7 separate regions of the Mus musculus genome follow, and all the other regions are linked to region 3. The links are chromatin contacts, called in public HiChIP or PLAC-seq and promoter capture Hi-C maps. All regions are on one chromosome and are shown on one strand. The core of a region is the stretch at or near the end of the contact, and the rest is flanking DNA. Distances in the headings are between cores, read along the strand shown.

Region 1 (3,026 bases), core at 482-2,981, 680 kb after region 3:
TAACAGATGCAGCTGTCTTCTCAGTGCTGGCACTGTGAGCTGCCTTCCCTTTCAGTGCTGTCCCCAGAACTGAGAGGTGGCTTCTCAAGTCGGCTTTACCCTGTCCACTTCCAGAACTGGATCTGCTCAGGGTCTACAGATGGTGCTATTAATAGAACTGGAAAGCAGCAAAATTGTTGCAAAGGTTCTAGCTGCCAGATTCCCCCTTTATCCTCTGCAAAACAGTGGGCCAGAAACAAAGCCTAAAGTGACCCAGGTGGAGTGATTGGTGTTCGTAATAAATATCCTGGGCAACTGATATCTGTACAAAAGAGCTCTAGAACCAGAACTCTCAGTTCCCAGTCTGCTAGAGAACTGAAGTCCTGGACAGTCACAGGGTACAGAGACCCAGGCAGCTCCAGCATCTAGCTGCTTGAGAGACGGTGGCTGGGTGGACCAGCTTGTAGAGTCTCAATGGGCCAATCAAACCGGTGTGCAGGAAGCTGAGCTACTGGCTTCATTCCTGACCACAGCTGAGAAGTATCTGTCTTCCATACATTCTATCTCGAGTTTTGTTTTATTTTTTAAAAATTTTGCTTAAAACAGCATGTTTTATAAAATAAAAGTATTTTTATCTCATTAGAAAACCGCTAGTGTGGGATTCTTTGGCTTCTTTCTTTCTTTGATTTGACTTCACCAAACAATGAGAAAATGAAAACTGTGTTTTCAGATCCACACCTAGAAATGAAGATTCTGAGTCCCAGAATGAATGGATCCAGGAGGAACATAGTTTTTTTGTTTTTTTGTTTGTTTGGTTGGTTTTTGGTTTGTTTTTTGAGACAGGGTTTCTCTGTAGCCCTGGCTGTCCTGGAACTCACTTTGTAGACTAGGCTGGCCTCGAGAACTCAGAAATCCGCCTGCCTCTGCCTCTCAAGTGCTGGGATTAAAGGCATGCGCCACCATGCCGGGCACCAGGAGGAACATAATTGTTCTTCCCCTGGACGGTGTTCGGTCTTTGCTGTAGTTGCCTAGCACCCTAAATACATAAAGCGATCACAAATCCCAGTTTATCTCAAGACCTTAAGGCGTGGTGTCAACCTGTTATCCTAACAGCGGAGCAGTTGAGAACCACAGTCCCCAACCAGCCTGCGATGGGGAGTTGAGTTCAAGGCATCCTGGGCTACATAGCAAGACACTGCTTCACTCATGACAGTACCTGCGGTGTGCCGAAAATTCAGAGAGGAATTGCTCTATTCACAGCGTGAGAGCTAAGAAGAATATTGACCGTAATATAACCCACACCCCCATCCTCAGAGGATAAATTAAGAGAAATCTCCAAGAACCTGCCTGAAAAGGCAGATAATACCAAAAATGATATTACCCAATACATACCTAATGACGATCATTTATTAATTTGGTACAAGAAGGAAGTTGTTTTAAAAACTAGTTTTTTTGTTTGTTTGTTTGTTTTTTTTTTAAGAAAGAAAAAGACCTGTAGCTACTGGCAGAGTGGTACTGCAGTGCTTCCTGGGAAATGTAGTTTGCTGTATCATGAAATCTTTGTGCATTGAAACCTAGGCTTCTCTCCCACTACTAATTGCATCTGTTTGCAAGTCCTAGCCCACCTGGACTGATGCAATTTCCCCAGGCACCCCATGCGCTCGGTCCTCACTGTAAGCTAGGCTACCTTTGTTCTTTGGTTGGTCACGTGAACCAATTCGCCACGCAAGTCTGGGTCCTCAAGTCTTCCAAGGGGTCCTCGCTGCCTCGGAGGCGCTCCTAAAGCTGCCTGCTCGCGCGAGAGTTTGGAGGGGCGGGCTTAGGGTCAGTTTCGGTGGGGGGCTCGCACGGGACCCTCAGATCTCCGCTTAGGTGCCTAGTTAAGTGCGGGAAGCTGGGCCAGGCGGTCACTGGCCACCCTGAACCTGGCGGGAGCCGGAGCGCTCTGGAGAAGCCGGGACAGCCCCGTTTTTCCCAGCCAGCTGCTAGGGTTGGGACCCACAGAAAACAAAGTGAGAGTCCGGCTGCTTTCCAGAGCCTGGGCCACGGCGGCGGCCGTGGGAGCAGAGGTGGGACAGATGCGAGCGTCAGAGGCTGTGGGCGCACTGAGGTTGGGAATGGACCCGAGCAAAGCGATGGCGGAGTCCTTACAAAAGGGGCTGGTCTGTCTGCACGGGAGCTACTTACATTCTAGAGATGGGGATTCCGGAACCCTTGGTGCTAGGTCCACATAGGCCCTGGTTATGGAGTGTGCTCGCTGGCTTCATGGCCTGACTGGTTCCTTGCTGGCAGCTCCTTTCTGCCCGTCATTCTCACGTAATCGATAACCTCCATCTCAAAGCTACTGCATAGCTCTGTGAGTCCTCAGTGTCCTCAAAGTATCAAAACCCAGGCCCTCACCTGTGGAGGACATAGTTTCTGGATCTGAGTCCCAGTCCCGAGCTCTCACTCCCTATTCCCCCATCCCGAACTCCGGTCCCTCGGGTGTTTGTAACGAGGTTTTTTCCTGGAAAACAATCCGAATCACACCAAGGCCTCTGAAGGCCTTGGAATGAGGGGTGACGGTCATGGGGGAAATGGATCGCTCTCCTCACACCTGTGTTTCATTTTCATACAAATCCAGGTGGAGCGACCCTGTTACACTAAAGATGAAAGGCTGGGGTTGGCTAGCCCTACTTTTGGGGGTCCTGCTGGGAACTGCCTGGGCTCGAAGGAGCCAAGATCTACACTGTGGAGGTAAAAGCACGAAGACCAGTGGAGAAGTGGGAGGAAGATGACCCGTGGGAGTCATGAGATCCAAAGCTTGGAACAAGGATGGATAGAAAAACCCTCATTCCCCTCACCATCCCCACTCCCTGTTCTCTTCCCTGACACCAGCTTGCAGGGCTCTGGTGGATGAATTAGAGTGGGAAATTGCCCGCGTGGACCCCAAGAAGACCATTCAGATGGGATCCTTCCGAATCAATCCAGATGGCAGCCAGTCAGTTGTGGAGGTAATTTACTATCCCTCAAATAAAGTAGCTCACTCGGGCTTAGAGTATGAACTT
Region 2 (2,946 bases), core at 271-2,770, 730 kb after region 3:
TAGACTACATAGTTCCAAGGTAGATACCCAGAGGTATGTCTTGAGACCTTGGCTCAAACAACAATAACAAAAAGCTGTGACTTAATTAAGTCCTGTAATAAGTGGTTTCTTAGCATGTTCAATCCCCAGCACTGCAGAAAAACAGCAGCATGGTGGCACATGTCTATAATCTCAGCTCTAGGGAGGTAGGTGGAGGCAAGATATAAGTTCAAAGTCTTCTTGACTGTATATCAAGTTCAAGGCCAACCCTAGGCTATGTGAGAGCCTGTCTCAAAATGTGTGTGTGTGAGATACCTATGATGCAGCTCTGGCTATGTAGTCCGTGGAAGCTTCAAGCTTAGATTACAGGCTGTACTACCTAGTCGGTTACCTTTCTATGATGTAACACAATTCTAGACTAATACACGTGCAGAACAACTAAGGTGGGAAATTTAGGTTGAAAGGCTGGCAGCGAAAACGTTGCTGGGGAGACAAGTGGCCCAATATGAATCTTACCCACTACTGGTACATGGTTATTTATTTGAAGGGGAAAAAAAGGAATGCTCACCCCATGATCCTACGCTCCGAGTAAGCCTTTCGCTTGTTGGTAAAGGGGGCAGCAAAGCCCATGAAGGAACGACTATGAGGTAGGCCAGCCTCCGCTGCCAAGGCCTGGGCAGCGCGAGGCAAGAAGAGATTACAGGAAATCAGAAACCTAGCGCCAAAAAGAAAGGAGAGGCAGCGTCACGATTCTTTTTTTGTATTCAACCACTTCAGGTGAAGGGGAAGAGGGATGCATCACAGAGGAAGGTCGTTGGTTCGGGCAAGCTTTTCTGCCCCTAGCACCTGCTGCAGCTAGCTGGGCTGGCTGGCCAGGCAGTCACGAGTGCGAAAGGTCGAGGGCGGCTGAGGACAGGGCCAGGGGTGGGGATGGGAAAAAGAAGGGCACGTCCTAAGTGCCAGCTGCCTTTGAGGCAACACTACTGCTGCAAGCAAACTGAAGCATCTCTGACGCCAGGGTCAGGCCAGGCACATCAAAGCCAGAACGCCGGCGAAGGCCAAGAAGTGGCTGGCACGCACCCGCCCCGAGCATCTAGCTTGTACGCGTATCTCCAGAACTCCATTCGAACTCCCAGGGCACCACCAATGCCAGCCCTTCTCCGGCCTGCCGTCTAAGGGCTGCCACCCTCCACCGCTGAACTTCGGGGTGCCGGGCGACCCCCTCCGGTCCTGCGCGGACGTCTGTGCCTGCCTCTCACCTCATTGGACGCGGCGGCCGCGGAGGGCCCGGGGGCGGGGTCGGGACGGAGCGCGCGCCCCGGCAGAGCGAGAAGCCGCAGCAGCTCCGGGCGGCCGCGCGCGTCGGGGCCGGGAGCCTCCGCGCGCCCGCAGAGGCCATGCGCGCGCCCCTGCCTGGCACTCCCGGCGGCGGCGAGCTGTAGGGGAGGCCGGGCAGGAAGGGCGGCGCGAGCTCCGGCTGCCTTCGCCCTGCTCCGGCCCGCGCGCCGGATAGGCTGTCACTGAAGCGGTGACCGCAGCTCTGGGTCCCCTCACGTCACGCCGTTGCCAGGGATCGGGAGGAGGGAGCGCGAGGAAGGAAGGGACAACGCTGCCTGTCGGGAGATGTAGTTTCTTTGACACCTCTGGCGTGAAAGAAAGGGCGCTGGGTGCGTGTCGGAGGAGCTGCAGAGATGGCTCGGGGGAGCGAGATCGCCTGGCACAAACTACTTGGCGAGTCTGTGGTCACAGGACCTGATACGTAGACGCAGAGGCGACGTCGTGGGCGTGTCAACGGCAGATGGCTGTCGATGTCCAGAGGAACGTTTCTCAGAGCCCTTTAGAAGGAGAGGCTCTTTTCATCCTACTGGCCTTTGCAGTGCCTGCTGCCGGTTTATGTCTTTGGAAAAGGATATTAACTTTGCAAGTTCTGGGCTGACTTGTATAATCTCTCCTAGATCTACACGCCCTTCCCCCTTCCTCCCCTTCTCGTTATTCGAGACAAGACAATTCAGGCCTTGAATTTGCAGTGCTCCTTCATGAACGTCCCTAGGAGCAGAATTTCCTCCCTAATATTTATGGAAAGAAGTCTGAGGCAGAAGCAGGAGGGTTGCCACGAGTTCCAGGCCAGCCTGGGCTACCTACCCAGTTTTAGAGTAGCCAGCTCTAAACAAGAAGCAAGCCCTACTGTCAGACCAAACCAAACATAAGACATGGTTTGTTTGTTCTTTGAGACGCCCTCGCTATATAAGCTTGGTTGCCCTGGAACTCTTGGATATCGTCCTGACTCTTAGCTGCTGAGATTACAGACATGCATGCTCTCCAGGAGGGCTTTGGGGTGTCATGATCTTGCTCTGTAACCTGCACTGACCTTGAACTCATATGCACCTTCTTGCTGCCACTTCCCAGTTGCTGGAATTACAGGTGTGAGCTACTACTAGCCAAAATTTACTTTTAGAAAAAAGCACCATCACTGTCGGGGAAAAATGTGTACTCAATGGAGGACGAGACATCACAGGCAGAAAGCCCAAAGGTGAATACTACGTCCCAGGATTCAAGGAAAAAACAAGCGCTCTTGGGAAAAGTATGACCAAAGGAAAAAGAGAGAAGAGAAATAAACTACAAATTAGAAAGAGATTAGCCTAGACGGGTGCAAGAGCAAGCAAAATTCTCCCGACTGTCACAGAGCAAGCTCTGCTTTCCCTACGCTGGGTTAAAGCTCCCCACATTGATTCGAGCTTTGCCTGACAAAGGAAATGTGCTGGCAGGAAGAAGACAGGCAATCAAAGCTACATTGTGATACAAGTCAAATGCTTTACACAAATAAGGTCATAGACTCAGAGTCAAGACGAGGCTAGCCAGATGGCTCAGTGGGTAGGGGTGCTTGCCACCCAGTTTGCTCTGAATTCAATCCTCAGGACTCCCCCCCCCCCCCCCGCCCCCATGGAGAGAACCAGCTAAACACACATC
Region 3 (3,090 bases), core at 209-2,708:
TTGGTTACTAGGCAATTTCAAGGCCATCCTGGGCTACATGACCCTTTGTCTCAACAACAGCATCAACAACCACAGTCCAACCAAGTAGCTGAGCAACAACAACAACAACAAAAGTACCTCCTGCTTGCTGTTTACTAGGTGACCAGAGTTCCTCTGAGCCTTTATGTATCAGTATATTCTATTCTCACAACCCCACAGCTTAAGCCACTCTGCGTGCTCCGTCCTACAGATAATGAACCAGCCAATTCTGCAGTTAGCATCTTTGGCAGGACTTGAACACAAATAGGTCTTGCTCAGAGTCCATGATTATATTATATGTACATGTACAGTTTGCTCTGGCACCTGGGTGGATCTAAGTTTGCACTGTGTACAGTGCCCACGGATGTGCAGTGGAGGAATCAGCTCAGGCACCAGGGGGCGCCAGAAGCCTGGCTTTTGCTCTTTCAGCCCAGCCCTGAAAGGCAATGGAAAGCCAAAATTCCAACTTGACACAGCCACCCTCAGACTATCCCTCCATACACTCGACTTTCAGGTTTGGCCTTTTGTTATCCTCCCCAACAAAAACTACAGGACAGTCCTCTGGTTATGATGGTGATTCAGAGGCTGAACAAGGGGCGTGTGTGTGTGTGTGTGTGTGTGTGTGTGACTCTAAGAGGCTCTGAGGGCTGTCATGTGTGAGAGCCTGCTGCTACATGTGTAAAGCTCAGACACGCGCGTGTGCGTGTGTGTATGTGTGTGTGTATGCGTGTGTGTGTGTGTGTGTGTGTTTTCTTGTGGCCAGGGAAATTGCACATATTTGTTTTGGGGTGTGTCTCAGTGTTTACCTCAGAAACAGATAGGAACTTTGCCAAGGTTGCACAGCATATTCACATTCAAACTTGGCACCCTGGCAGCCCTCAGTGGCTATCACTAGGGTTTGGGACGTGGTATCCCCGAATGAATTCCTTTTCCTCCAAGGGACTCCCGGAGACTTCCAGAATTCTGAGCTAAGGGTTCCCCTCCCCCACTTCCTCCCTACAGTATCACGGGACTTCTAAGGCGTTCCTGCCTTGGAAGGAGGTGAGCCTAATTGTGCAGGGGCCTCGGGCTCCCAGCTGTTTTTCAGGGTCCTCCACTGGAGGACGCACACAACCCAGATGTCCCATAGCACAGTTCCCCGAGGTCCCAATCTCTGGCCCGGAGAAAGTTTGTGTGGTAGCTAGGCAGTTCGGGGTGGCATGCCTCTGCCAGATATTAGGTGACTTTTCCGAGGAGTGGGGAATGGATCAGTGCTAAGGGGATTAGAGTAAAGGTCAGCCTCCCTCCAGTGTGGTTCAATGGAGCTCCAGCTTTGCCCTCCCCACTACGTGCTTCCCCACCGGGTACATACAGGTTCACCCCACTTTCTTCCTCTTCCTCCTCCAGCCCACTTTCTCTTCTCTGTGTCGTCAGAGCGCCAGGGAGGGACCTGGGCAGACAGAGAAGCCGGAAACAGCAGGCCGGGGCAGCCAGGGTTTACAGTGAAGAAGGCCCGGAGACGAGTGCGTGCGTGCCTGTGTGTGTGTTTGTGTGTGTGTGCGCGCGCTCGAGCGTGTGCGCGCGTGCCTGTGTGCATATGTGTGTGTGTGTCTGTACACATTGAGTTTTTAGGGCCAGCCCAGGACCCGCTGGACAGACCTACAGACCCATGGGGCTTGGTAGTGCCCTCTGAGAGAGGGAGAAGATAGCAGCGGGGCTGCTGAGGTGAGGGGACGTCTGCGAGTAGGGAAGGTTATGGGGGGGCTTTGACGAACCACGAGGGATGGATTTTCGGGGCCTCTCGGATCCTCCCCCCTGGGCGGGGCAGTTGGTCCCCTGAAAATAGTTTCATCTGGGGTTAGCTGACGGCACTGGGTTTTGGCAGTTTCCAACTTTCGAAGGACTCGGGTGGGTACAGGCCTCCACATTCCGGTCCCCAACGTGTCGCGTCACTTTCCCCAATCCTCAGCCCTGCGCCTCCTGGGTCTTGGGACAGTCGCTGGGCAGAGGAGAAGAAAGGTTCTCTGGGTTGGGGGACATGGCTGCCTTTCCCTAGAAGTTGATGCTCCAGGGTCCCCGAGCCTGTCCAACCCCTAGCTGCTGCCCGCTAAAGGTTCCTACTCAGGGTGTGGCTGGAGGGTGAGAGAGACCCAGATGTAGATCTCATGGTGCCCCAGAGGAGGGGGACTTTCCCCCTCACTTTTTTGGCCGCAGTAAACCCTGAGATTTCCCCGTGGAGGGCAGCCGGCTGGGGGTTAACCCTCCTCATGCTGACCTGGCTCCACCTCCTCCCACCCTTTCCCACCCCCACCAGCGCCGCCACCGTCATATATACACGCACATTGGACAACTCAGGGAAGCCCTTGACTTTTGATATTGGGGTCACACGGCCAGCGGACTCGGAATGCGGGAGTGGAGGGGATAGATTTAGGCCACCAAGCTTACGAAGAAGCTTCTAGGTTGTCGGGCTTCCCCTACGGCGGGGAGGGGGAGCCTGGAAGGGAAAGCTCGCCCCGCCTCTTGAAGTGTAGCTCCGCCTTCCCACCCTAGGGGACTGATCTCAAGAAAGGACGGTCCTTGTCCTAGCCCGACCTATAGACCCTGCAACGTTACCGGCAGCTCAGGAGAAAAATATGGCTTAATGGCGTCTGGGGTGGGGGAAGGATGAGACTTGAGTCACTCTACAGGGAGATTTAGAGGAAATTGGAGCTGTTCCTGGCTTGGCGGTCCCAGTCCCCAGTAGGGTAAGGATAGGGCCAAAGGTCTGGAATCCGAACATTCCAGAGACTGGGAGGAAAAGGGAACAGAATCCTCTCTTAAATTTGAAAATAAGACAAATGTGACTCTTCGGGATGCCCCACCCAACGGGGTAGACAGTTTTAGAGCAAAGTCTGGTTGGAGGACCCTATGCAAGAGTTGAAGACTCTGCCTTTGGGAGTGAGAACTCAGGGAGTGGGAGAGCAACCGGGAAGATGGTTAAGGGTAGGCAATGTCCTGTGAAGTGGCCTCCTTCTCTTCTATATGGGAGTCCTGTGGGAGTTAAGAGGCTCAAAAGGCAGGAGGAATTGGGGAGACCCAGGGAGTTTCCATCCC
Region 4 (2,930 bases), core at 421-2,920, 850 kb after region 3:
CACAGACCCTTACCCAGTGTGACTAGGACATGACGGATTTCAGCACCCATGACGGTGCCATTTCCTTCCTTGTCAAACACACGAAGGCCTTCAACATAATCCTCGTAGGTTCCCTGGTCCTTGTTCTTGGCCACGGTCTGCAGCATGGGCAGGAAGTGCTCAAAGTCCAGCACCTTCACATTCATCTCTGTCATGTGGGAGGTGGAGGTGTCAGACAAGAGAAGTCACACATGTTCTCAGGACATGACGGTAGGGAACACAAGGACGGCCAGAAGAGGGAATCAGAACTGGATGAGACAAAACTTGCTCAAGTTTGGCACCTATGCAGATAAAGGGATGACTTTAGCTGAACAACCATGAACCCACTACATTCTTGAAATGCTCACCATCACTCTTGGGGTTCCCTAGGACCTTGAGCACCTCGGCGTTGGTAGGGTTCTGGCCCAGGGCCCGCATCACATCCCCACACTGGCTGTACAGGATCTTGCCATCACCTGTTCGGTCAAACAGCTGGAAAGCCTCCTTGAATTCTGAGGATTCAGAAGAACGGCAGCACCAGGGATTAGCCCCGTGCTTGCTGCACAGCTCTGCTGCCAATTCAACTTAAGTCATGCTGCAGAAACCAGATATCTTGTCCTCCTCTATACACAAGACTACTCCTAGGGATCTATTTCTATCAACTCAAATGCCCCACATAAAGACAGGCAACCTTCTTTCCCTTACCTTAAGGTGGTAGCCATCTGTTTACACACCCCCTGAGCTGCGGCAGGCTAGGCTCTCCACCACTACTATACAACTCCGCAGGAATCTGCCACCGCCCAGGCTAGGTCCTGCCCATATAAGGAAGTAAGAGCCTGGACTCTAGCCTCCCACTCCCACCCTTCCCCTCCGGGAGACCTTCCAAGAGGTGAAGCCACATCCTTAGCAAACTCTCCAGTGCCCATCTTAACAAAATATCAAGGCACTGCCCTCTACAGTACTCAGAATCCAAGCTTAAGGAGGGGACAGTTATCAGAGGAGAGGCAAAAAAAGAAGCAGCAAACCACAAGCGTAATAGACCCGACACATAACAGGCACTAGTCAAATTGTTTCACACACCCACACCACCTAAAACTCACCCAGCGCTTGGGGCTCAGATCTGGAGTGGAAGGGGAAGGAAGAAAGAATGAGAAAAGAAAATGGAGGATCTAGAGCAGAAGGAAATCCACGGGGCACTCTCCTGGGAGCGCTGGAGGTGACAGGTTGGGATCAGAAGATAGATGCTAAAGGAAGGGGGTCCCTCTCGGTAAGGATGACCTGAGCTGCGGGTCAGAGACTGCCTACCTGCGGTCTGGTCCTCGGTGAAGTCACACTGCTCGGAGAAGAAGGGATTGGTCAGTTACCTGAGGTCCAACCCCGCAAGCTTCTATCCCGGCTTTACAAACTCCTGTTTGAAGCCGAGGATTCGCTTCCCAGGGCAAAGCCCTAGACATTCCAATCCCACAGCCAACCTTCCAAAACCTGGGCGTGCCCACGTCCACTGCTTTCTCTACTCCCACCCGCGGTCCTCTCCTTGCCCCAAATCCCCCTGATCTCCCGATTCCCAGGGCCCACCATCTTGGCTGCTGAGCTCTGCTGGACCTTTTCCGGCAGTAATGGCTCCGACGCCCTACCCAACCCCAGCCTTAGTACGTCCCATGGCGCATGACGTCACCCTCCGCCGTTTCATCCAATAGGCACGCTAGTCTGGGCTCATGCAGATGACATCACTACATTATTAATGAGGTGGGGGGGGGGCGCCCTACCTCGGCTCAGGAATCTAGCAGGGGGGCCTGGGTTGGGACTCTCGGAAACCTTTCTTCCGAGCTGCACCAAGAGCAGAGGATTTGGGCTTTTGCAGAAGAGAGGACTACCCGCTCCCGTCCTTCCTCTTTCTCAAAAGAAAACTGTCGGAAACCGAAGCAGGAACCATGTTTTTATTTCAAAACTGTAAGTGCCCCCTAGTGGCAGGAACGCGCTTCTGGCCGCACAGGAGGTGGGGCAAGTTTCCGTCGCTGCAGGTTCTACGTGGGGTGGGAGTCGGGGCTGGGGTGGGGTGGGGGTGGGAGGGGGTGGGGGGTGGGGAAGGAAATAGTCCAGCCCTGGCGGCTGCGCTACGGACGGGCGCGGAGACGCACTGCCTGCGCTTCTATCTGGTGGATCGAGGACCCTTGCCTCTCAAGCGGATACCAGGGGCTGGCTGGAGGGCCACCTGCGGAGCTCAGAGGCTTAGGATATGCTTCAGGAAGGCTGCACGAAAGGAGACGAGAGGACTTGAGAAACTGACCTTCGGGTAACTGAGGGTACTCCCACCCCCCTCAAGTCTCCTTACTCCCTGGCCATCCTGCCCCCTCACCCTCATAGTTGATGCAGCCGTTGCTGTCCTCGTGGCCTGCCAGAACAGTCTCTACCTCTTCCTCAGTCATCTTCTCTCCTGAACCCAAAAACAGTTAGAGTCCCCCGCCTTCCCTGCCTCACCAGCCCAAGACATTCTCAGGGTGGTTCATCCTCCCACCCTTGCCCTTTTTCATATCAACGGTGCCTTGGAGCAGGTGAAAGCTTTGACTTGACAGCGAAACAAGCTGCCGGGGTTGAGACTTGCATGGAATCAACACAATTGTGGCTTGCAAAGGGGGACATTGCATTCCCTGCCCTTGGCTCATAGCTGGACACTTTAGCCTCTAGGTGATCTGTCTCCACAATGCTGGCCCTCTTGAGTCTCCTGCCCATAACTGCAGGACCATAAACCCATTCTAGGCTCTACTTAGCTCTTCCAGGACCCCCCACTTCTCCACCCCACAGCTCTGGGCCCTGCCTCACCGAGAGTGGTAAGAACATGTCTGAGCTCTGCACCCATGACCTTGCCGTTGCCCTCTTTGTCAAACACACGAAGCCCCTCTAGGTAGTCCTCA
Region 5 (2,968 bases), core at 121-2,620, 610 kb before region 3:
ACTTCACTCGAGCCACCGCTTACAGATTCCTTAAGCATGCAAAGGGTCCACCACAGATCGTACTCTCCAAGATACAGCTGTTTCTAGTATGTGGCATCCCAACAACGCACCTCTACTAAAACAGCTGTGTTTCCCTCCTGCAGAAGTCCAATCAAGCCTTCTTTAGTCTTCCTCCCGTGGAGCTTGGCGGCTTTGCTCCATCCTTCCTTCTGGGCCTGTTTGTGCAGCCAGTCCTCTGCCTACAAATGCAAAAGAAACAGAGGGGAAAGTCAGTCACAGGAACTAGAAATGAAAGGTACTTTAAAATATGTCCAAACCATATATGACTTTTTATAATTTCTTTTTCTTTAATGATTTATTTATCTTATGTATGAGTACACTGTATCTGTCTTCAGACACACCAGAAGAGGGCATCAGACCCCACTGCAGATGGTTGTGAGCCACTATGTGGTTGCTGGGAATTGAACTCAGGACCTCTGGAAGAGCAGCCAGTGCTCTTAACCGCTGAGCCATCTCTCCAGCCCCCATATGACTTTTTCTGCACACCCACATTCTATAAGAGAAACTACTAAATGCTTTACACCAAGCGCTGTAGTCGCTGTTGCTTCTCTACTTTTAATCTTTACAACCCCACTATAGGATAGATGGTAGTGTTTTCATTATACAGACAACGCTGACAACACGAAAGGATTCATTGCGATCTCCAGAGTTTGAGCGGGTGTGAGAGCCTCTGGAGTCTAACTCCTAAATTTATACAAACACCGATCTCCAGGCAGCAGCAAATCTCATAGCCATAAGGAACATGGAATTCAGCAAGTTAAGTTTCTAGGTTAACTGCTTCCAGTGAAAACGCAGTCGAAGGGTAAAGCTCTCGTTTAAGCCAAATTTTCCTCTTTGGCCAGTTCTGTCGCACAGGACACTGGGCAGCAGCAGGTCATGTCTATGCTCCGCAGAGTGACCCCCGGAAGGAAAGAATGGGGTGGAGCCGTAGCACCAAATCTCGCAGCACCTCCTCCCACCTGCTTGAGGTCACCGCCACAAGTCTCCAGAGCCTTCTTGCAGTTGACAAAGGAGTAGCCGGTTTTCCGCCGCAGTTTCATAAGGAGCTCCTTGCTGGAGGCAGCAGAGGACAGCGAGGGGCCGGCGTGAAACGTGAGCCATGGCTGGGACGGCTGGAGCAGGACAGCCCTCGCCTGGGGAGAGTAAGGAGAAAGGGATGAGCTCCCGGAGCAGAACGGGAGGAGGGGGAGCACCATCCGCGGGGCCAGGGTCGGGAGAAGGGAAGGGCGCGCGCGCTCACCGAGCGGCCGGTGCACGCGACCGGGAAGAAGCGCAGCGACCGCAGAAGCGACATCCCTCTGGCCCTCCCGCCCATCGGCGCACAGACGGGACGCCGGCCTACGGCGTGGCGCGAGAGCCAAAACGCCTCCCAGAACGCGTGGCGCGAGGATGCTGCCACCTGCTGGCAGGAGGGATGTGCCCGCTTCTTTTAAATTCATTAAAATATTTCACAAAAGACTTAGCGGTAAAGTTGCTGCGAAATAACAACACAAGACATGTAGGTGACACTTTGTTTCTTTATTTCCAATGTACTTTTATATTCATTATCCATTTATGAGTCCGGACACACACACACACACACACACACACACACACACACACACACACACACACACACGGCAGGTAAGTAGGGTGGGCTCAGGAAATTGCCCAAGGTCACCTGGAGAAGCAGAGTTCCTTCAACAAACCCAATAAATAATTGCTGAATTAGTAAAATATCTACTGAACATATGTGTGCCCGGAGCTGTTGCTAGTTTCAGGGGATCGGTGATGCATAAATCATAGCTCTACCCTCCAATGCATCTATTGGTCTGAGGAAATAAGAATCGGGTAAGGCAATATAAGGTCCCTAACCAGTTAAAAGATCTCCAGTCAAGGAAACCACATCCAAACAGAAAGCTCGGGAAAAGGAGTGGTTTCTTCTTATTTTTCTTTTTCTTTTTTCTTTTTTTGATTCCAGAAGCAAAGCATAAGTGTAGACAGAGAGCAATGGCCCTTCCTGGAAGGGATCATCGGAAAAGTGGAGAGGCCAGGGAATGCCCATAGAGTTAGGGAACAAAGCGTTAAGACACTTTAGCTAAAAGTGCAAAAGAAGCAGAGTAGGAAATGAGATACAAAGTAGTTTAGGAGCAGGTGTGTGTGGCCTGAGTACCAAGCAAAGACGTTTGTTCTGACAGTAGAAGCTAATTAGAGCAGGTTTTGGAAGATGGCAAGAGCTTGAGGCGTGGCATCTAGGTTAAGAGAACAGTGGCAGACACATCAAAGATGGTTGTGTGCCGAAAGGCTAAGTAAAAAAAGAGCCAGACTGCTGCAGAGAGGGAGAGACAAGAACCGAAGGCAAAACAAGAAGGAAAACCTGACGTGGAAGGAAGAACTAGAGATTAGAAGAACCTCGAACCCAATCCAGAATGTGATCACATGATGCCTGTGATCAGGTCTTGAGCTTTGCAAAGGATGAAGAAGCTACAGACCAACGGGACATCTCTGATTCTCCTCCTGGGGCTCAGGTCTAGGAAGACTCCCCCTATTGAGACTCTTATTTCAACAAGCAAGAGACAGACATTCTGGAGTATCTTGGCATCCAGCTTTCTGGCAATGTTTAGAGATACAGGAGAGATAATTAATGCCTGTTTTTCCCTTTAAAAATGGCAAAGATGGGCTGGTGAGATGGCTCAGTGGGTAAGAGCACCCGACTGCTCTTCCGAAGGTCCAGAGTTCAAATCCCAGCAAACACATGGTGGCTCACAACCATCCACAACAAGATCTGACTCCCTCTTCTGGAGTGTCTGAAGGCAGCTACAGTGTACTTACATATATTAATAAAATAAATCTTTAAAAAAAATGGCAAAGATGCACGAAGTGGTGGTGCACGCCTTTAATTCCAGCACTTGGGAGGCAGAGGCAGGCG
Region 6 (3,132 bases), core at 539-3,038, 630 kb after region 3:
GGATTGTGGAACTACCGAAGCTACCCAGGGACTCTTACTTCTCAATGGCCGGACTGTATGGTAATCTGGGTCCCCCATAAGTGGGTGGGCATTAAATGGGGAGGTCACTCTGACCTAGAAATGACAGAAATTGTGCTGCACTTCCCATATCCTTACCCCTTTGCTAAACAGAACATAAGCTTGGAGGTAGGTGGTAGATTGGGGGTTCCCTGAATCTTGGGCTCCCTGCAGACTATAACCTTCAAAGACATGGTCTGCATGTTTTGGGGTTCTCCCTTTTTCCAGGGTGCTCAGCTCCTGACATGCATAGCCTCCGACTCATCCTGATGTCAATCCAGCTGCTTTGCTATCTCCTGCTGTGTCCTGTGGATGCCACTTCACACGGAGAGGCAACCAGTGTCTCTACGGTGCTCCCTCCCTCGAAGTTGGGATACCAGATGCAGACCTCAGACAAGCCCTTGTCCTGCCAGATGCTGCTCCCCAAGTCCCTGCCTGGCTTCACTTACATGCCCCCTGTCTCCAAATTCCTGGTAGGCCTGGCTCTAAGGAATGCTCTGGAGGCAGCTGGCTGCCAGGCTGAGGTCTGGGCTCTTCAGCTTCAGCTTTACCGATTAGGAGGTGTGGAGGCTACACAAGCCCTCATCCACCATCTCCAGGAGCTCCAGAAGAGTGGACACACAGACCGGGAAGTGTCTGTGGATGCCCTGTCCTCTGCTCTGCAGCTCTTAGCCTGGGAGCAGCCAGGTCCAAAGAGGGCCAAACGTTCGATTTCCAACACAGACTGCGACAATGATCAGGAACAGAGTGTCCACAATGTGGTTGACCTACTACCAGCAGTAGGCACCTACTACAACCTAGGCACAGCTTTGTATTACGCCATTAAGAACTGCTCTGACAAGGCCAAGGAACGAGGTCGAGATGGGGCCATAGATCTGGGTTATGATCTCTTGATGGCCATGGTAGGCGCGTCAGGGGGCCCAGCTGGTGCGGTGATCACGGCTGCTCTTAAGCCAGCGATGAAGGCTGGGGTTCAGCGGCTGATCCAGTATTATTATGATGAGAAAGAGGTGACCACCCCTCAGCCAGAGGTGACCACCCATCAGCCAGAGACCGGAAAGGATGCCACCACAGATATCGGTGTTGTGGAAGAAATAGCCATGTCTAATTTTGTGTCAGAAGTTGAAAGTACAACTTCTAACTGGGAGTGGCCTTTATTAAAGAACTATGGTGTCTTGGCGTACAAGAGATAGTAACAAAACAACCAATAAGTGGAAAATTCTGACAAGAGAAGTGTAGATGGATGGATGGGTGGGTGGATGGTTTGGGATACTGTCATCGCTTGCCAGTAATTTCCTTCTTGAAACTTAGATTTTTACACTCTAATGGGGCTGGCTAACTTCCACCTGAACAAGTGATTATAGAAATTAAAAAGCGTTATCATGAACCCACAGTATTTATCATTCATATCCTCAAAAATACCTTATTACCTCAGCTCTTCCCTCCCTATCCTAAGGGACGCAGGTCCCACCCTTTCTATGGAGTCCTAGGTGCCTTCACGCACCCTGGTTTCAGTTTCCTTTCCCTAGAACTCACGGTTCGGTTCGGGTAAATCAGCTGCTAGAATTCCTGGCTAAGACTTTAGTTGGGCTCCGCCCGACTAGGGGGGCGGGAGCGGGCACTAACGAGCTTCTCCCTCTCCGCCAATCACTGAAGTCGGCGGTGTGGTTTCAAGCAGCTTGTCCAGCCCAGCGCTGAACGGGGTTGTGTTTCAGCCAATGAGAGTGACACGCGGGGAGGGCGTGGCTAAGCTTTCGGTCGCCCCACCGATCCCGGAACGCCGAGCGTCCACAGCCGGGTGATCCATTCCGCCAGCCGGGTGACCCATTCCGCTGTTCGCTATCTTGGTCCGCCGGAGTCGGGGGAGGGTGGAAAACGGGTCCTTGAACCGCTTGGAGAATTGGAAGTTGCAGCGAGAGCACTGGAAGGAGCGGCACTGGACCCTCAGAAGGTACAGGCCCCGAAAGGGTGTGCGGAGCGGGGCGGAGGTGCCAGCCGGTTCCCGGGAAGGGCTGCTGCCCCGGGTGATGCCCCTGTAGACAAGGCTTCTGCTCTCTGGCTGAAGTCGAACACCCTGCAGGATGCTGCACCGCTGCACAGTTCTACTTCTCAACCCTGTCGACTTCCTTCCAAAACTCCTCCGCAACCCTTGCAGCTGCTCTATGTACCCATTATGATCCTTGTCATAAGCCAAAGCTTTAACCTCTGCTCTGCGAATCTATTTACTTATTTGTTTGCTTCCTTATTATATTTTTAAAATTTGTATGCATGTTGTGTTTATGTACTAGGTGCGTGCCTGAATTGGCCAGAAGAGGGCCGAATTTACTAGGACTGGAGTTAAGATGGTTGTGAGCAGCCATGTGGGGGCTGGGAACCGAACCCAGGTCCTCTGGAAGAGCAGCCAGTGCTCTTAACCATGGAGCCATCTCTCGAGGCCCTTTACATAATTTTTGATCCTTGCACAAATAAATAAATAAATAAGAAAGACATCCTTGATCATTATGTGTGTGTGTTTGTATAATATATATATATACACATATGTATATATATATATTATATACATATAATACATATAAACTATAGTCCTAGAGGTGAAACTGTTTGCTTAAGGTTACACACAAAGTCTAGTTTATTTCAGAAAACCTTATTCAGTGCAAAACTGATATCGGAGAGTGAAGCCAACTAGAGAAAGTACTTTGTTGCAGCCCCTATAGCCTACGTGCAGTTAGTTCACTTAGGCAGACTTTGGGTGTGAGGGTTGAGACAGGGTTTCTCTGTGTAGCCCTCCTGTCCTGGAAACTCAAAGATCCACCTGCCTCTTCCTCCCAAGAGCTGGGATTAAAGGTGTGCACCAACACCACCCGTCAAGTTTTTGTTTCTTAGAAGCAATACAGGCATATAATTTAAAGAGTCAAGTACCCGTTTGGAGCTGTAGCTCAACCAAAGCTTTCACAGAGAGTAAGGCACGAGGATCAAGGATTGCAAGAAAGCTAAAATGAAAACAAACATTTTGTTTGAAGAGAGATTGGATCAGGGCTATGGAGATGGTTCTTCAGTTAAGAGCACTGTCTGCCC
Region 7 (2,872 bases), core at 133-2,632, 820 kb after region 3:
ACAGAATGCTTACCTATCGAACAAATTGAACCCCTGGATTCAGTTCCGAGCCGCAAAGGATCCTGGCATGCTCAGGCACACCTGTAACTCCTAGTACTTGAGAGGTAGAGGCAGGAGGATCAGAAATTTAAAGTCATTCTTGGCTGCAAGGCAAGTTCAAGGGCAGCCTGTGCACATGAGTCCCTGTCTAAATTAAAAAGAAAAATCCAAATGAGAAACGCTTGTTTCTGTGTCTCCAGTCACCAGACTTCAAGGCTCCACTTTTGGTCACAAACTCCAAAGATGCCCTGTTTAGAAATCTTAGGTTTGACTAGCTTTCCCAAACAAAACGACTACTCTTCATTGTTATGAAATGTTACAGAATTCTCAAAAATATCTCAAAGTGCCTGGTATCCTAACAGCGAATACAGCGATGCCCAATTTGGTTTGTATGTCACCCTGGTCTAACCTAAAGGAGTAGTGCTGCCTTTTCACTTTCAACCACTCAACTACTGGTTAATAGGAGGGGGGAAAAAAAATACGAAAAACTGCCGTCACGAACAGGATTCGAACCTGTGCGGGGAAACCCCATTGGATTTCGAGTCCAACGCCTTAACCACTCGGCCACCGTGACTCCCAAAACTATGGTTGGCCGCGCGCTTACAGAAAGGGTCCGCACGGGTGACTGGGTGCGAGCGGACCGGTGCAGGGTCGCGGCCCGAGGCTCGTACCCAGAGCCGCTCCCTCCCTCGCACCTTCGCGCCACAATGCTTGAACCTGGGTCGAAGAATCGGGGCTCGCCAGCCGACTCCTAAAGCGGAGGCGACTGGCGAGACCCGAAGATCAGAGGGAGGAGACCCCTCACCTGACCCCCCCGGGTAGCACCAGGGGTGCTGGGTGCACCGGGACGAGGAGCGTCAGGGACACTCGTGGGTTGAAACAGGAATGGTTGGAAGGAACTTATTGGAGCGAAAGAGTTCCACGGGAACGTACGTGCCGGGGGCCACTCGGGGTTACGGGGCGGAGCTGCAGACCCGGGGCTCCCGGCTTCCCCGTGGAGTGGAACAGTAAGCCCCACTGCCGCTGCGAGACCAAGTCGGGGAGGGCTCCGCTGTCCTACAGCCGCGTCCTGCGAGACCCGGGGAAGCAGCCGGGCTGCCGCTGCGGGGAAGTCCGCCGAGCGCGCTCGGGCTCGCCCGCCTCCCACCGCCGCTGCTGCCGGGGTGTCCGCCGAGCGCGCTCGGGCTCGCCCGCCACCGCTACGCAGGGCCGCCGGCAGGGGGCGCTCCGCCGGCCGGGGCCCAGGCGGCGGGAGGCGGCGGTCGTGGCGGCGGGAGGCGGCGGGAGGCGGGCGGAGGAGGAGGCGGGAGCTGAGCTGAGCGGGGCGGGCGGCGGCGGGGCCCGAGCCCGAGAAGATGGCGGTGCGGAAGAAGGACGGCGGCCCCAACGTGAAGTACTACGAGGCCGCGGACACCGTGACCCAGTTCGACAACGTGCGGCTCTGGCTCGGCAAGAACTACAAGAAGGTACGCGGGCAGCGCCGCGCGGGGACAAAGGGCCCCTGGCCGCCGCTCCCGGGGCCGGCCCACCCTGCGGCGGCCGCCGCGCCCCTCCCCGAGGCCTCCCCGCGCCTCCCGCCCGCCCGCCCGCGCCCCTCCCCCACCCCTCCCCCACCGTGCCCTCTGCCCCGGTGCAGCGCAGCGGCGTTGGCGGGGGCGGCGGCGGCTCCGGGCGGCGGCCCGGGCCCGGCAGCCCTCGCCCTCCAGGCTGACCGGTGCCGCCGCGCGCCTCCTCCCCTCCGGTGTGCGAGCCGCGGGGCCCCCGCCGGAGCCCCGCGCCGAGCCAGACGCCAGAGCGGCCCAGGCCTCCCCGGTGGTGCTTTGTGTACGTCCTGAGACAGATGGCAGAGCAGGAGGGTAGACGGGCGCGGAGCAGGCCGTTGAAAAGCGTCTCTACCTGGGGAAATCACCTGTCTCCCAGGGTTACCCTAGTCTCCTTCTAAAGGGCTGCAAACCTCTCAGGGGACAGGACATGGCAGTCTAGGGCAGCAGCCCCTCCAACCCTCCTTTCATAATGAAGTCCTCTGCAAGCCAGCCAGCCTGGCATTGCTTTGGGTTTGAGGTCCAGAGGCTCGGATAAGCTTCATATCGCTAGTCCCCACCCCCACCCTGTAACTGGAAATAAGGATGGGGAACAAAAGGGTTCAAGAAGCCCTATCTATCTTTTTTTTTTTTTTTAACCAATTTTTATTCTTGTGTCTTCATGGTGTCTGGGCTTTTTTTCGTTTTTCTTTTTTGTCTTCGATATGGGCTGCTTCCTCACCAACCCCGGCTAAGGGTTCTTTTCCCTTGCTTTGTTTTACAGCCCCCAACTCTTGCTACTCCAGCCTTGCAGCCAGCCTGTCAGAGTACAGTGGACAGCTTCAGAAAGCTCCACTAATTCTGGTTTGAGTTTAGCCCTGAAACCATTTGGGGTCTCTCTGTTGGGTGTCAGACTCTTGACAAACAGCTGTTGGGTCTGTGACTTGTGTGCACCCTCAGCGTGAGGCTCTGGTTCCCAGTTTTCTGCCTTTGACCTTTTAAAGGGAGATCGGTCTAGGGTCTTGGTGTGAAGCCCCGAAGGCTTTGACAGCTGTGACCTGCTTCAGCTTTCAAGTGCTTAACTCTTTGTCATTTACTTCTCCCTTCACGGATCTCTTTATACCTCCCACCGAGAGGTGCTGACTCTAATTAGGGTAGAGGAAATAAGGGTCAAAAGGTAAAGAGAAAGTAGCTTCCTGGCTCAGTGAACAGAACAGAAAGGTAGGATCCCAGGTAGCAAGGTAGGTATGGTACGGAAGTGTTTGAGTTCACGGATTCCCGGCGGTTGTCTTACTACTTATTTATCAAGCTGG

The links. Promoter capture Hi-C pulls out the DNA fragments that hold promoters and counts their contacts. HiChIP or PLAC-seq counts read pairs in DNA pulled down with a chosen protein or histone mark. Capture Hi-C pulls out chosen DNA fragments and counts their contacts.
Region 1: a contact with region 3 is called in an H3K27ac HiChIP or PLAC-seq map of microglia, with 4 times the contacts expected there. The contact joins the promoter of Cnpy2 here to the promoter of Stat6 in region 3. A contact is called at or near these places in 1 of 115 datasets of contacts at active chromatin or transcription factors (microglia) and 2 of 9 other capture datasets (adipose tissue and macrophages).
Region 2: a contact with region 3 is called in a promoter capture Hi-C map of pre-B cells, with 5 times the contacts expected there. The contact joins the promoter of Coq10a here to the promoter of Stat6 in region 3. A contact is called at or near these places in 3 of 39 promoter capture datasets (the SN4741 cell line, liver and pre-B cells) and 2 of 9 other capture datasets (adipose tissue and liver).
Region 4: a promoter capture Hi-C map of liver shows a contact between it and region 3, with 2.7 times the contacts expected there. The contact joins the promoter of Myl6 here to the promoter of Stat6 in region 3. A contact is called at or near these places in 4 of 39 promoter capture datasets (hippocampal neurons, liver, pre-B cells and 1 more), 1 of 115 datasets of contacts at active chromatin or transcription factors (pancreatic cancer cells) and 1 of 9 other capture datasets (macrophages).
Region 5: a contact with region 3 is called in a promoter capture Hi-C map of liver. The contact joins the promoter of Tsfm here to the promoter of Stat6 in region 3.
Region 6: a contact with region 3 is called in a promoter capture Hi-C map of pre-B cells. The contact joins the promoter of Stat2 here to the promoter of Stat6 in region 3. A contact is called at or near these places in 2 of 39 promoter capture datasets (pre-B cells and second pharyngeal arch cranial neural crest), 6 of 115 datasets of contacts at active chromatin or transcription factors (bone marrow-derived macrophages, embryonic stem cells, kidney and 2 more) and 2 of 9 other capture datasets (adipose tissue and embryonic stem cells).
Region 7: a promoter capture Hi-C map of embryonic stem cells shows a contact between it and region 3, with 3 times the contacts expected there. The contact joins the promoter of Smarcc2 here to the promoter of Stat6 in region 3. A contact is called at or near these places in 3 of 39 promoter capture datasets (embryonic stem cells, liver and pre-B cells), 2 of 115 datasets of contacts at active chromatin or transcription factors (bone marrow-derived macrophages and embryonic forebrain) and 1 of 9 other capture datasets (liver).

The regions. Positions count from the first base shown.
Region 1 is chr10:128,320,728-128,323,753 of GRCm38.p6, forward strand. It overlaps Cnpy2 (canopy FGF signaling regulator 2), which reads left to right and starts at 1,732. Exons shown (of 6, transcript NM_019953.1): 1 at 1,732-2,048; 2 at 2,603-2,715; 3 at 2,857-2,972. The coding sequence starts at 2,628. Pan2 (PAN2 poly(A) specific ribonuclease subunit) reads left to right here. Exons shown (of 26, transcript NM_133992.3): 26 at 7-631. The coding sequence ends at 38.
Region 2 is chr10:128,367,460-128,370,405 of GRCm38.p6, forward strand. Coq10a (coenzyme Q10A) reads right to left here and starts at 1,521. Exons shown (of 5, transcript NM_001374700.1): 1 at 1,239-1,521; 2 at 548-694. The coding sequence starts at 1,378.
Region 3 is chr10:127,641,528-127,644,617 of GRCm38.p6, forward strand. It overlaps Stat6 (signal transducer and activator of transcription 6), which reads left to right and starts at 1,459. Exons shown (of 22, transcript NM_009284.2): 1 at 1,459-1,722.
Region 4 is chr10:128,492,216-128,495,145 of GRCm38.p6, forward strand. Myl6 (myosin, light polypeptide 6, alkali, smooth muscle and non-muscle) reads right to left here and starts at 1,671. Exons shown (of 7, transcript NM_001317218.1): 1 at 1,594-1,671; 2 at 1,324-1,351; 3 at 387-530; 4 at 14-187. The coding sequence starts at 1,596. It overlaps Myl6b (myosin, light polypeptide 6B), which reads right to left. Exons shown (of 7, transcript NM_172259.1): 5 at 2,839-2,930; 6 at 2,375-2,452; 7 at 1,942-2,268. The coding sequence ends at 2,240.
Region 5 is chr10:127,029,444-127,032,411 of GRCm38.p6, forward strand. It overlaps Tsfm (Ts translation elongation factor, mitochondrial), which reads right to left and starts at 1,371. Exons shown (of 6, transcript NM_025537.3): 1 at 1,301-1,371; 2 at 1,020-1,193; 3 at 111-239. The coding sequence starts at 1,354.
Region 6 is chr10:128,268,710-128,271,841 of GRCm38.p6, forward strand. It overlaps Stat2 (signal transducer and activator of transcription 2), which reads left to right and starts at 1,789. Exons shown (of 24, transcript NM_019963.2): 1 at 1,789-2,008. Apof (apolipoprotein F) reads left to right here. Exons shown (of 2, transcript NM_133997.3): 1 at 1-60; 2 at 286-2,541. The coding sequence starts at 303. The coding sequence ends at 1,250.
Region 7 is chr10:128,457,933-128,460,804 of GRCm38.p6, forward strand. Smarcc2 (SWI/SNF related, matrix associated, actin dependent regulator of chromatin, subfamily c, member 2) reads left to right here and starts at 1,383. Exons shown (of 29, transcript NM_001372395.1): 1 at 1,383-1,505. The coding sequence starts at 1,395. n-TScga2 (a tRNA gene) reads right to left here and starts at 613; the gene lies at 532-613. Mir8105 (microRNA 8105) reads left to right here and starts at 748; the gene lies at 748-836.